Regions from separate parts of the Mus musculus genome. Here all the other regions are linked to region 2. The links are chromatin contacts, called in public Hi-C maps. All regions are on one chromosome and are shown on one strand. The core of a region is the stretch at or near the end of the contact, and the rest is flanking DNA. Distances in the headings are between cores, read along the strand shown.

Region 1 (2,700 bases), core at 170-2,669, about 12 Mb after region 2:
TCTCAAGCATGCTCTGATGGGGAAATGACGTGTGACGAGGTGGAGTAGGACTAGTGTACTTGCTTTTAATTCCATAATCTGGGAGGGAGAGGTAGAAAGCTCAGAAAGTACCTATGAGACCAACCTGGGCTGTCTCCCGAACACCGGGGAAAATCCTTAAAATAGGGTCCTTTGCTAAAAAAAAAACAACAACAACAAAAAAAAACCAAACACGTCCTGGGTGCCACTTCAGGCACCAACGACCTGGTTACAAACTGCCCATTTCCACAGGGGCAACCCCACCATTTAGTTCTTTTGCCTAATGGTAGTCGGGAGACGACGATGATAACCCGTAACCCTGGCTCTGACCCGAACGCTCGGTAGTTAGAAATCGCGCGCCGTAGGGGACGGAGGCTGGTGCAGGGCTGACACGTAGACATGTGGGAAAACCCATGCCCCTTGACTCCTCCTAATGGAAGGAAGATCGAAAGTATAGACACCACGGGGAGGTAGAGAAAACCCCTCCAACGTTTTACCTGAGCTACATAGGAACTTCGTAAGAGTGTAGGAACCAGCTTTAGAAGCGTGTGCCGCAAGGGGGCAGCCATCTTGACGCACACCGGACGTACGGCCTGCCGGAAGAGCGACTGCGCATGCTCGGGACACGCACTAGGGTGGGCCAAGGACACGCCCCGCAATGCGGAAGGCGGCTGCTCACATGTCTAAGGGCGGAAGCGTCAAGGGGCGGGGTCCACAGACGCGAATTTAAACTGCGTCACAATCGAACCAGCCTTCAAAATTGCATTTCTCCCGGACCAGTCACGATGAATCCTAGATTCCATGGTTAGTGTCTAACATGAAAGCAGATTTGATTGCGATTTTAACCAGGGTGCTCCCAGTGCGCATGCGTCGGGCCGTTTCGGCCAACCGAGGGCGACCCCGGGTCGCCGGAGCGGAAGTGGTGGAGGCAGAGGAAAGGGAGGTGCCGGACGCGGCGATCACGCGCTGGCGTAGAGGTGATAGCAAGGAGACGGAAGAGGGGAACCGAGGGAAGGGGGCTTCGGGAAGGTGGAGGAGGGACGTCCAATCCGCGGGCGACCCGGCTCGCACGCTGGCCAATCAGAGTTCGCCTCGCGCACAATGTGTCCCGGCGAGGGCGGTTCTCCATCACGTTAGGGTGCGTTGGGCGGTGGCCGGGTATAAAAGACTCCGCCCGAGCGGGCGGCCGCCATTCTGGGGTTCGTTTAGAGGTAAGTTTGGGTGCTCCGTCGCTTTGGAGGGTAACGTTTTGCCGAGAGCGGGCCGGGGGAACGGGGTGGTTTCGGATTTAATGGGCAGCCACGTTTTTCCCTAATGCGGCTGCGTCCTGCGACAACTTTGAAACGTTTAAAGGCGACCCGTACTGATTACACCTTCCTCCTTTTGTGTTCCTTTTACCCCAGGTTGAATTTTCTCGGAGAAAGACAGGCCGGCCATCAGGAAAACAAACAAGCCTCAGCAACATCTAAACCCTTGAAAGGATCCTGAGAGGGGGGAAAGGGAAATCAGCCACCAGCCCAACCACTCGTGTCTTCTGCCCCTCCCCACCTATCTTGCCCACCCCACCAGCCCACGCTGCTTGGGACTTGAGATCTGTGGCCGAAGGACCGTCACCACATAACTTCAAAAATAATCAACCACCTTCCCTGCCCAAACCTACCCAATCTCACTCATCCAGCATTTCCGTTTTGGAATCCACTCAGACTTTTTTTTTCAACGACCCCCTCTCCCTAAATGGAGTTGGGCGGGGGGGAAATGAAAACTGAGTTGGTCTTTACTTTTTTTAAAAGAGACTTTTTGATCCAATGAGGCCCCACAAGTAACTGAGTTTGGGTCCTGGTTGGTTGCTTTATTTTTTTTCCTCCAAAATTTTACCCCTCCCCCCTGAGCCCGAGGTGCTGACGTCGCAAAAAAATTGGATAGTAAGTGTCGAATTTTCAAAAACCAGCCTTGAACAAGAAATCAACGTTTCCCGTTGTGAAACCAAAAATAATGAGAGGAAGAAATGAGACCATAGAACAAATGTAGAGTACTGGAGAGAAGGACCAATCGGGTCTCTTAAATCTCCATTAAAGGTCCTGTGGGTCTAAACAGTCTTTGTTCTCTCTCCCCTACCACCTGCCTCTTCCCTGCTGTGGAGCAGGCAAGGGAGAGGGTGAAGGGAGGGCCAGCCAGTGAGGATTTTGACGGTTAACCCTTGATAATCCAGCAGATTTCCAGACTGCCAGAGCATAAGCCTTTGCGATAATAAGGAGGAATGGTTACCTTCCTCTGGTTAGCAGTCTTCAAAAGGGTTAATGAGCTCACATACAAAAGATGGTGGATCTTGTGGCCCAGAAGTCCCACTTCTTTGTGTGTGAGACAAGCAGAACGCCTTTCAATTTGCCAGATTAATAAGCAATCTGTACATAAAGATTGCAGGGTAAGGAGATGGGCAGAGAAATATTAGCTGGCTATGTCTTTAAAGTGACTGTTAAATCCTCTCTATTTTAATGTAATTTGCTTGGGATATATTGTGTGGTTAAAATAGGTGGCAATCTAGGAATAAAGATTGCAAGACACTTAAATTTAGGGCAAAAATCATAGTAACAAGTACATACAATAACATTTGGGGAGGTAAAGAATGTCTTGTGATTGTTTCAGCTTGCATAGGTTATTTAAAGGCAAAAGTGATTAACATTT
Region 2 (2,700 bases), core at 123-2,622:
GACATCAGGGCCCAGCTTCTTCAGCCTTCCAACTAGTGCTGAAGACCAGGAACCCGCCATGATTTCAGCACCAGATTAAGACTACAAGGACATGTAGTTTCTTAGAAAGCTACTGGCTCTCAGCCTTTCTAGTGTGAATAACCCAGACTGGATGATGTAAGTGAGGGTCATCGTTTATTTGTTCCGTTCCACCAGAGAACAGCTAGCATCCACTTACCACTCATGTCTGACCACAGCAGACACAACAGCAATGCAAGAAAATCAGCTTATCCCTAATATCCTATACATTAAATAATCTTAAATCCAACAAGGGTACCAGACCAAACTGTCTAGATCTGCTAACCCCACCCCAAAAAATGAATACCTCAGGAAAGCAGACTTCAGAAGCAGGCTCCTCTTCCTGACTGTCCCACAGGACACACCCAGCTCCTTGGACCGAGATAATCTCTTCTCTCCATCTCTCCGGGATCACCAAAGTGCACATTGGCCACTTTCCTATCTTTCACAGCAATATGTAATCCAAATCTAAGTCACCTTTGTACCTTCCTCCTGAAGCTCACCTTAGCTCTGTTCCTCTTTCTTCGTTCCTGCCTCAAATCTACTTAGATAACCGCGGGGATTGTGTGCATATCCCTTTCTTCCGCAAATAACGGAGCAAGAATGTGCTAGGCAAACCGGGCGGTGGCGCTCGTCTTTAATCCCAGCAGTTGGGAGGCAGAGGCAGGCAGATTTCTGAGTTCTAGGCCAGCCTAGCCTGGTCTACAGAGTGAGTTCCAGGACAGCCAGGGCTACAAAACAAACAAACAAACAAACAAAAGAATGTGTTGGCAAAGTCGGGAGGCGGGGCACTACGGCGGGTGCTACTCTTTAGCCTCGTGCAGAGACCAGATCCTCTATGTCCTTGCTAAGAAGTTACTGACGTAACCCCGGTATAGACTAGCGTGCCTCTTCTTCTCCCAGCGATCCTGAACGCCTTTGCTGTTCCTTCTGCCCCACGCATTCTTGTCAGAAATGTCTCCTGGGAGAAACCTCCTTCAACATTTCCTCAAACTTTTTTCCTTTCTGGCCTCATCGGCCGCCCGCTACACCCAGTCAGCTGTATCCCACCAGCACAGAGACCATATCTATGCAATCACCACTAACTACCAGAGACTTGACCATAGGAACTCACCGTCCGTACCAGCCTGTCCCTTTACTACAATAACGCGGCCTCAGCAGGGTGCCTTAGATCCTAATGACAGCAGAGGCAACCCGAGTAGCTCCATCCACACAGATCCGGTAGGCGCCAAAGAGCACAAACCTCTGGTGCCGGTCAGCCAATCATCGCGCGCTTCAGAATGAGCAAAACAAGTCCAGGAAACTTTAGACCAGTCGGGGAGGGGGGGCGGGGGGGGGGACCGTAGGCGCTACGACGCTCCGCCCACACACAGTTGCTGTCCTTTAGTCCTCCACCGCTAACTTGCATTGGCTGAGTGTGCTTACGTCATCGTCGCGCGACGACGGCTGCGCCTTCCCGCTTCTCACCTCTGACGACAAAGTTGCGCCGGCGTCCTGGTCTGAGAAGAGCGGGAGGAGGTGGCGGCCTTGGGAAGATGTAAGTCGGGGTAGGAATCCGGCTGCATCCGACCTCCGGGGACCTTCTGCCAGGCTTGGCGGGGCGCATCGTGGAGCCGGTTGCGTTCCTCAGTGCGGCAGAGGCCCGCCGGCGAGGAACAGAGCCCGAGGAGAGAGTGTGGTTCAGGTCGGGCGGAGTGGGAGGTGTCGAGGCCGCGGCCCGGAAGTGGTCGAGGCGGTCACCGACGGAAGGGTGATCCCGCACGGTTCGCTCGGCGGCGACCCGCTTTAGCCTGCAGGACTCCAGCAGCTGCGAGCCCTGCCGCTTCTCTTGTTTTCTTGTCAGGCTGGAGACCTAGGCTCGCCACACCGGGCCCGACCTGAGTAGTGAGTGGAGAAAGAGGGTGGGAGGCGAGGTCGATGTCTGTGGCCGGAGCGGACGGTGCAGATTGCGAGCCGGCCTAAAAGGTTGGTTTCCTTTAAAGATCTCTTTCCACGAGTGTCTGTCGGAATCCAGTGTGCAGTTCTCAGTTCTGGGCATTGAGGATCCGTCCTAGGATGGACCGAGCACGGTTACGGAGCTCAGCGGGAGAGGATATGGGAAGGTTATGGTTGATGGTAGAGACGTGGTGGAGGCTTGCTTTCTCTACCTTGTGTTACTTCGTAGGCACTGTGTCTCCGATGTGCTTTTATATGTAGAGAGTGCTTTCAGATTGCCAAGACGCCCTCTGCTCGAGATTTAACCATTTGTTTTCTCCTCTCTCTGACTGTTGGACGCACACCTTTCCGGAGGATGGGAGAGGTGACCAAGGTCCTGAGCTGTTACCTGAGCTTGAGTGAACAGAGACCCTCACCTTTGCTTTCTAGCACTCGACCACACCCAGCAAAGAGTTCGCTTACGCCGCAGTTCATAATTTGTAGACTGCTTAACAATGGGTTCTGCCTGTTTCATAAAGTACATTCCAGCAGGTCGGGGTGCGGGTGCACAAGGGTGATCTCTACCCTTTGTCACTGGTATGAAGCACTTGAATAGTAACCCAAACCCCAAAAGTACATACCAGATTTAAATGACTTAGTATAGAAAACCCACAAGAAATTTAGTAATTTTATGTTGATTATATGTTACAAAGGTAATGTTCATTTTGT
Region 3 (2,719 bases), core at 54-2,553, about 11 Mb after region 2:
TTTTTTCTTTTTTAGTTTTTCGAGACAGGGTTTCTCTGTATAGCCCTGGCTGTCCTGGAACTCACTCTGTAGACCAGGCTGGCCTCAAACTCAGAAATCCACCTGCCTCTGCCTCACAAGTGCTGGGATTAAAGGCATGCACCACCACGCCCAGCGATATGTCTCATTTTTACTTTATGCATATGAGTCTTTTGTCTTTGAGTATGTATGTGTACCACATGCATGTAGATGCCTACAGAGATCAAAAAGGGAAAAGGGCATCAGATCTCCTGGGACTGGATGCGAGATGCCACTTGAGTTCTGGAAACTGATTCCAGGTCCTCTGCAAAAGCAGCAGTGTTCTTAAGAACTGTGCCACCAGTGTCTCCCCCCCCCCCCCTTCTATGTTATGGTTTTGGTTTGTTTGTTTGTTTGTCGTTTGAAACTGGAGCTTGCTTTGCTGTGTCTTCCTGCCTCCGCTTGGCAGGCTGGGAAGAGGGCTGAAGTTTCATGTTGTGATGGGTAGTTTCCACCACACTTTCACTCGGACTGTTAGAGGTGCTCAGAAATGTTGACTTCTGTGTTCAGGGAAAGCGGTCTCTCAAGCATTACGGGGATCCCGTGGGTTCCTAATGGTGCTATTGACGACGGGCACAAAGTCTCATAATTTTAGAAACTTCACTTATTTTGTGACCCACCTAGTATGGGGCAAAGGCAGGAGCTTCGGACTTCCTGTCTTCCCTCTATCCCTTTGAATAGCGTCTCGGGAGTGTCCCTAAGTAACCATTGCAGTTTTGTGTCCGTGTGCTCTGTTGAAATCTCTGTGATGTGTGTATGGTTTTCACGTGAACGGAGGCAGGCAGAGCCCGGTCTGTGGGTTCTAGTGTGTTCTTTATCTTCTTGGAAGTTTGTGCAATGACTTCCCTCCTGTTTCCTGCGCATACCTCCAAGTAAGTACGTGAATGTGTTTTCTGTGGTCCCTTGATCTTGCTGGACTTCACTAAGGAGGGTGGCTGGACCATCTGCTACGTGTCTGAGAGCCCCTCTCTAGCTACCTCATGTCCGGACGTGAGCTTACTCCCAATGTTTTTACCCACAAGCATTCACTACTCCCAGGAAAGAACGTGCACTGGGGCACCTAGAGAATAACCAATCAAGGCTCCGCCTACATTTTGCTTCCTCCTTGGAATTTCCAGCCCCTTGCAGCCAACTGCTCCCCAGCTGCGAAGGGCGGAGTTCCCCCCGGCCCGGCCCCTTCTTTGGCTCTATAAGTAGCTCTGCTTTGCGGGGGATTTGCACTCCTCTACACTCTCTGCACAACGTCTAAATTATGTGCCACTCGCGCAACCATCTCCACACCATGACTGGCCTGAGGGCCCCTTCTCCAGCTCCCTCCACCGGCCCGGAACTCCGGCGGGGCTCTGGTCCCGAAATTTTCACCTTCGACCCTCTCCCGGAGCGGGCCGTGGTGTCCACCGCGCGTTTGAACACTTCTCGCGGGCACCGAAAACGCAGCCGAAGGGTGCTCTACCCTCGAGTGGTGAGTATCGCCCGAGTGGGCATCAGGAGGTCGCGTCGCCCTGGAACTTGTAGGTAACAACTAGGCGCAGGGACCTTCGATCTGACGTTTCCCTCTTTTATCTGCTCAGGTCCGGCGCCAGCTACCAACCGAGGAACCCAACATTGCCAAGAGGGTCCTCTTTCTCCTGTTCGCCATCATCTTCTGCCAGATTTTGATGGCTGAAGAGGGTGTGTCGCAGCCCCTGGCTCCGGAGGATGCTACCAGCGCCGTGACACCTGAGCCCATTTCTGCGCCCATTACTGCGCCCCCGGTCCTCGAGCCTTTGAACCTGACCTCGGAGTCCTCGGACTATGCGCTGGATCTTAAAGCTTTTCTCCAGCAACATCCGGCGGCCTTCTAAACGCGATGGGTCACAGTCCGAAGAAACAAAGGCACCATGGATGGGTACCTGGTGCGAGAGAACGTATCCCAAACTGGGATTTCTAAGGCAACGCTAACTCAGAACACTACCGCCAAGAGACACCGCGGGTCCTGGCTAGGCCCACTGGGGACGGACAGAGACTTTCTCCGTGTCTAATTAATATTTATGTATTTATGTATATCCTCCTAGGTGAAGGAGGGGTGTATGTAATATTTATTCTAACTTATGCAGGGGTGCGAGATATGCCTCCCTGCTGTAACACAGATATTTATTACGATTTATAGGGTCGGTAAGACAGAGTTGTGGGAGGGAGGACCCGGGTGGTAGGACTCCCAGCTTGGGGATTAGTCTGGGGGGGGTGTAATAAGATTAGGGGTAACACTCCGTCTTCCAGCACTTCAACTCTGTAGTCTGTTGTAAGGCTTTGGAAGACCCTTGGGAATCCGGCCTTTGATGTCTTCTGGTTGCTTCTCAGGGGCAGCTGCAGGAGTCTTGGGTCCATGGATTGTCAGAGGGCGGCTGTCTGGGGTCGCCTAGTATGTATGTTCTGTGAACACGAATAAACTTGATTTGCCTGTCATTATTATCTGCAGTTCTCGAAGTGTATCATTCAAGCGGGGGGGAGGGGGGAGTGGCGGGAGGATGTGACTAGGTGCCCAGTCCTCACCCTTTCTTGGGTCCTGAACTCTTTCTTGGAGTTACAGACCTATATCCGGTCACCGGATGCAGTCATACATTGCTGGGTGTGCGGTTTTCCCAGTTAGAGAGTGGTGTGGCAACCTGCTTACTCATGGCAG

Evidence for each region. A called contact is a pair of places that touch in the nucleus more often than the background predicts.
Region 1: a Hi-C map of B cells shows a contact between it and region 2, with 6 read pairs. The contact joins the promoter of Ppp1r10 here to the promoter of D330041H03Rik in region 2. A contact is called at or near these places in 1 of 39 promoter capture datasets (cranial neural crest) and 1 of 484 Hi-C or Micro-C datasets (B cells).
Region 3: a contact with region 2 is called in a Hi-C map of B cells, with 5 read pairs. The contact joins the promoter of Ier3 here to the promoter of D330041H03Rik in region 2. A contact is called at or near these places in 2 of 39 promoter capture datasets (cranial neural crest and frontonasal cranial neural crest) and 1 of 484 Hi-C or Micro-C datasets (B cells).

What each region holds. Positions count from the first base shown.
Region 1 is chr17:35,915,777-35,918,476 of GRCm38.p6, forward strand. It overlaps Ppp1r10 (protein phosphatase 1, regulatory subunit 10), which reads left to right and starts at 1,420. Exons shown (of 19, transcript NM_001163818.1): 1 at 1,420-1,940. Mrps18b (mitochondrial ribosomal protein S18B) reads right to left here and starts at 664. Exons shown (of 7, transcript NM_025878.2): 1 at 516-664. The coding sequence starts at 587. It overlaps Mir1894 (microRNA 1894), which reads left to right and starts at 2,113; the gene lies at 2,113-2,193.
Region 2 is chr17:24,413,141-24,415,840 of GRCm38.p6, forward strand. It overlaps D330041H03Rik (RIKEN cDNA D330041H03 gene), which reads right to left and starts at 1,373. Exons shown (of 6, transcript NR_033554.1): 1 at 1,172-1,373; 2 at 561-788. It overlaps Rnps1 (RNA binding protein with serine rich domain 1), which reads left to right and starts at 1,535. Exons shown (of 9, transcript NM_009070.2): 1 at 1,535-1,594; 2 at 1,901-2,022.
Region 3 is chr17:35,820,410-35,823,128 of GRCm38.p6, forward strand. It overlaps Ier3 (immediate early response 3), which reads left to right and starts at 1,304. Exons shown (of 2, transcript NM_133662.2): 1 at 1,304-1,519; 2 at 1,629-2,502. The coding sequence starts at 1,310. The coding sequence ends at 1,901.